2 separate regions of the Mustela erminea genome follow, and region 1 is linked to region 2. The links are chromatin contacts, called in public Hi-C maps. All regions are on one chromosome and are shown on one strand. The core of a region is the stretch at or near the end of the contact, and the rest is flanking DNA. Distances in the headings are between cores, read along the strand shown.

What was found. A called contact is a pair of places that touch in the nucleus more often than the background predicts.
Region 1: a Hi-C map of spleen shows a contact between it and region 2, with 5 times the contacts expected there. The contact joins the promoter of NHLRC1 here to the promoter of FAM8A1 in region 2. A contact is called at or near these places in 2 of 3 Hi-C or Micro-C datasets (fibroblasts and spleen).

Annotation. Positions count from the first base shown.
Region 1 is chr4:141,262,650-141,265,349 of mMusErm1.Pri, forward strand. NHLRC1 (E3 ubiquitin-protein ligase NHLRC1) reads right to left here and starts at 1,269. Exons shown (of 1, transcript XM_032341194.1): 1 at 1-1,269. The coding sequence starts at 1,188. The coding sequence ends at 1.
Region 2 is chr4:140,846,650-140,849,349 of mMusErm1.Pri, forward strand. It overlaps FAM8A1 (protein FAM8A1), which reads left to right and starts at 1,290. Exons shown (of 5, transcript XM_032341193.1): 1 at 1,290-2,151. The coding sequence starts at 1,434.

The DNA.
Region 1 (2,700 bases), core at 19-2,518, 420 kb after region 2:
TTACCCCCAGTCCGCCTTGTAGACTTTTATAGAATGGGCTGCACTGTCCAGCACGAGAAGAGCATTCTCCTTGGTGAAGGTCAGTGCCACCGGATGGGAAAGACCGTGGGTGATGATGGGCTTCAGGACTGGAAATTCCTCAGGTTTTCCTAAGCATAGGACAGCCTGACCAGTAGTATCAGCAACAATCACATTCCCCTGGTGATCAAAGGTCACGGCGGAGGCAGTTATTCTGGAGGGGAAAAAGAGGCTCAGCCCAAAGCTATCCACCTGGCTGATCAGCTGCATAGTCGGGCTGAACACCTTCACCGTGGTGCTGCCGACCGCGCTCCCCAGACCCAGAGGGTGCTCTAGGACAGCAATGGCCCCGGTGAGCCAAGACACGGCCACCCCGCGGGGACTGCACAGATGACCTTGCAACCTCTCTGTCCTCTGGAGGACCCCTTCGGGGAAGTCGACTTCCAGCAGGTGCAGCGAGCCTGCCTCCGCATCAGTCACCACGACCCCGTTCTGCGGGGTGGTCTCCACGCCCCAAGGTAAGGAGAACTGGCCTGCAATGACGAGCTTGATCTGGCCAAAGAAATCAAACACTTTGATAGAACGGTCGCCGGCGTCGGTGACAACCACATGGCAGTCGTTGGTGACGGTGACATCGAGCGGGTACCTAACGTCCTGGGCAGCCTCCCCCTTCTCTCCAAACTGGTGAGCACACCCGCCCCCGGAGTCAAAGATCTTGACCCGCCTCCTGCCGTCGTGCACCACCACGACCCGCCCCGTCTTGGGACACAGCGCCAGGCCCGTGGGGTTGACCAGGGTCCCCCAGCCTCCGAAAGCGCGGTGGCAGGTGAGGGCCCCGGGGGCGCAGGGCGCGGCGCGGGGGGCGGCGGGGCCTGGGCGGAGCGTCGAGCCCAGGAGCTCCAGGAGGTGAAGCACCGGCAGGCAGTCGCTGGTGTCGCAGCCCCGGCAGGCCCGGCGGCAGAAGGGGCACTCGAGGGCCAGCGTCCGCGGGTGCGCCAGGGCGGCCACGCAGGCCAGGCACACCACGTGGCCGCAGGGCAGGTTGCGCGGGCGCCGCTGCTGGCGGTGGCCGAACCTCTCAAAGCACACCTTGCACTCGAGCAGGCTGATCTCGGCCTCGCGCACGAGCTCCTGCAGCGCCGGCCCGCTCCCCGACGCCTCGGCCCCCATCGCGCGGCCGCCGGCCTTCCCCCGGGCCGCCGCCAGTCCACCGGGCCGCCGCGTCCGCGCGCCGCGCTCGGTCACGGTCACGGGGCGGGGCGGGGCGCGGCGCCGGTGCTGACGTCGCGGGTCCAGCGCGCAGCCGCCGGGCGGCGCGGCCTGCTGACCCCTGGCGGGCGCGCGCGGTACTGACGCGGGAGGGCCCGGGCGTGGACGCCTGCGAGCTGTATCCGCGCGACTTCGCGACAGTGTGGGCGCGTCGGCTCCGCTGGACGCGCGAGGAAGCGCAGCTGTTGCAGGAGCTCGCGGAGCTTGCTCCCGATTACCCAGGCTGCACGTGGCAGAGCAGGAGCTAGAACACGGTGTTCCGGCGGTGGTACTCTGCCGTCTCCAGCCCGTGGTGCTGGGTGCTGGGTGCTGGGTGCTGGGTGCTGAGTGGTAGGACGTGCCAGGCACAAAGCGCGGTCTCACAGCTCATGACCATTAGGATCTGACTGGGAAACGCAGACCCTTGGGGGGGGGGGGACCGAGGGGGTGAGGCAGGTGTGCCTGTTGCCTTCATCACACCTGTAGTAGAGTAGCTGCTTTATGAATACTCGTAAAAATGAATTCGTGTAGGGGCGCCTGGGTGGCTCAGTGGGTTAAAGCCTCTACCTTCAGCTCAGGTCATGATCTCAGGGTCCTGGGATCGAGCCCCACATCGGGCCCTTTGCTCTGCGGGGAACCTGCTTCCCCTAACCCCCGTCTGCCTCTGCCTCCTTGTGTTCTCTGTCAAATAAATAAAATTAAAAAAAAAAAATGAATTCGCGAATGAACAAAGCCATGATAAAGGACCATAGAAGACGCGGTCTGGGTGAATGAGTGTCCTATGGGGGAGCCATGGCTGGGAAAGTCAGCCAGAGGAATATGAAATGAGAACGCTGGCGATCATAATTGCTGCAGCACTTCATAATCCGTACTGCCTCCTTTTAAGTGGTTGACATGGATTAGCTTACTTAAAGCTCAGGACAATCCTATAAAGGGCTTATTATTTCCCTCACCCCTTTTCTGGTGTAGAGTTCACAGAGCTAAGTATCCGGCCGGGGGTCACCTGGCCAGGAAGGGACTGGGCTGGGATTTGAAGCCCGGCTGTTTGCAGAGCCCCCCCCTCGTCTCTATCCAGAGGTTCTCAGCCTTGGTAAACTTGGCACGTGGTGAATTCCTGGGCCTCTCTGGAGGTTTTGCTGGTGCAGAGTGCGGCCTGGGCAGCTGGAATTCGTGAAGGCTCCCCCCGGGTGATTCTAATGTGCGGCTAAGTTTGAAAACCACTCACTGCAGCCCCTTCCAGTCAGCACCAGGCTGGGTTCCTCCAGCTTCAGGCAAGGCTGAAAACAGAGACCCTGTACCATATGCTTGAAGGTGTGCGAACAGGAGATAACATGAGCTCTCTCAGGAATCCATTGTGATGCTACAGCTTCTCCTTTTTCCGGTCCTCCCCATCCCTCCTCACAGTGCCTTACACGGACATTGGTTTTATAAGAC
Region 2 (2,700 bases), core at 40-2,539:
CTACTATGCAGGTGGCACTCTGCCATGTGCTCATCAATGATATTGAAAACAAAGTCCATGCCCCTAATAACTGCAATATTTCCCACTCATTCCACATCACCGTCATTTCTTCTTGCTTCTCCTGCCACCCCTAGTCCCAGAACCCTCCAGAGTTGGAATGCTTATTTGCATAAATGCTCCAACTTCCTCACAATTCTTAAAACCAAACATGTTAAGAGTAACCTTGCTAGCTATAGACCACCATGATCCCTCCCTTACTTTGGATTCTTATTATACTTATACTGTCTTAAATAGGTCTTCGAGTGTTTCATGAAAGGTCCTTCCCTTTAATCATATGAGCTATTGAACCTTTTAAGGGCAAAAGTCAACCCTTTTACTATTCTAGTTCCCAGGGCAGTCAAGAATGTTTCTGGACATCACTAGCAACAAGTGTAACCACAGTACTTAGCCCCTAAAGGTCTTCAGAATGGTACCGCGATACAAAAACATTCTCCTATCACTTAGTCAACTTCATGACATTTGGAAGTATATTAAAATATAAAAATATAAGGTGCTATATACAGTTCAGAGGAAGGGGAAATCATGCCTGGGCCCGAGTATTCAGAGAAGGCTCCAAAGCCCTGGGATACGAACGGGTCTTGCCGTAAGAGTATAAAGGAATAGATACACTAAAGGCCGAGACGATGGCTTGAGGAAAGGCAGTGTTGCTAGGCTACAGCAGTGGAAAGTAAGATTTTAGCGACACAGGTTAGCTCCAGCATAAGGACGAGTTTCGATCTTAAATCAACATAATCCCTATAATCCCACTTCCCGTCCTCTGCACTGAAAATCCCTGCAGCCGAGCCATACTGTAGTTTGGTGATTAATTTCTTAACCCTTAACCCCGGGGACAGGTCTTGCGTCACCGTCTTGAGTACACACGGCCAGGGCTGATTCCTGGAAAGAACGCAGGCGGAGTAAGCAACAAGCCCCGTGCCTGGAGACCCGCAGCCGCGGCTCGTCACCGAAACCTGGGACCCCGGACCTCCCTCGGAAATCCTCCTCCTCCCTCCGCAATTTCTCCTGGGACAGCCTGAGTCCACCTCCCAGGGGATGATGTGGGGAAGCCACGGGCCTTAGACTTCATGAAGACCGTGAGAGTTGGCGAGGGAGCGGGCAATCTGGTCCGAACAACCGAGGAGCCAGGAGCTCCGGTCAGCTGAGACGCCCGACGCCGGCCGCCCGCGCTGCTGCACGCTGCCCCTCCTCCACGCCCTCCCTCCCCGGCTCCGCCCAGCGGCCTGCGACGCCGGGGAGAGGCGGGGTTTCCGCTTCCGGTGGCGGATTGTTGACGCCTGCGGCTGCTGCGGTGGCGACCCGGCCGTTGGGGAGGGGCTAGTGGGGGAGGGAGACGGCGCAGTGACAGGACCGCCGAGGGTGCTGCTGAGGCGACGATGGCAGAGGGGCCGGAGGAAGCCCGAGGCCGCCCTCCTGGGCAGGACGACGGCGGAGGAGACCCGGAGCCCGTCTCTTCCCTGAGAGGCTCTCCTGCCGCCGCCGCCCCACGGCCCCGGGACGGGCCGCAGGCCGAACCCCAGGCCCCGGGCAGGCCCCCCGTCCCGGGCCCCGCGCCCGCCGCGGGCACCACTGAGGAGTCGGAGCCGCTGCGCGAGCCCGGGAAGTGCGGGGAGGCGGCCCCGGGCCCTCGCGCGGGGCTGCAGGAGCCGGCTGGCCGCGAGGCTCCCGAGGCCGCCGCGCCGCGAGAGAGGCCGGCGCGGCTGAGCGCCCGCGAGTATTCCCGGCAGGTGCACGAGTGGCTGTGGCAGTCCTACTGCGGTTACCTCACCTGGCACAGCGGCCTGGCCGCCTTCCCCGCCTACTGCAGCCCCCAGCCGCCCCCGCCGAGCTACCCCTCGGGCGGTGGCGCCGCCGCCCCCCAGGCCGCGGCGCTGCCGCCCCTCCAGCTGGGCTATTACAACCCCTTCTACTTCCTGAGCGCCGCGGCCGCCGGGCCTGACCCGAGAGCGGCTACCGGCATCACCGCCGCTGCTCCGGTCGCGGGCCTGGGAGCCCGGGCTCCGCACGGGCAGGGACCCGTCCGGACAGCCCCAGTGACCAGAGTGGGATCCGGCGCCCCTTCGCGAAGCCCGAGCGAGACGGGGCGGCAGGCAGGTGAGAAGCGCGACGGAGAGGCGGGGCGGGGCGGAGCGGGAGGGTCTTAGGGGAGCTCTGCGGGGGGTAGAGCGGCCGCGCTTTCGACTTCCGTAACCGCTGCAGCCGCGCGGGTTGGTGTTTCTCGGCGTCCTGCGGCGGTCGTTCGCCCAGGCTGGAAGTTCCTGAAGTGTGCGGCGAGGCTGTACGGGTTCCTTTTCCTTTAGACCTGGTCCTCCGACCTGATTCCCTTATTCCTGGGACTAGTCGTCTCCACGTGTAAGGAGATGTTTGCTCAGGAGACTAGCCGCTTGATCTCTGTGCTGTGGAGACCGAGCTCAGAGCTTCATTCTCGGGTGGCAAACCCACTCTGAGGGCAGGGGCGGGGTCGGGGTCGGGGGTGCGGGTCGTGCTGGGAATAATCCAGACGTGGACTTATTATGTATGATGCGGTCTGTGATGATAAATGGTAGTATCGGTATCATTGATAGGGGAATTAATGAAGCTGACGGATATGAACGGAGATTGGCATGAATGCAGACGGAGTTACGAACCTTTGAGCCCTACCTG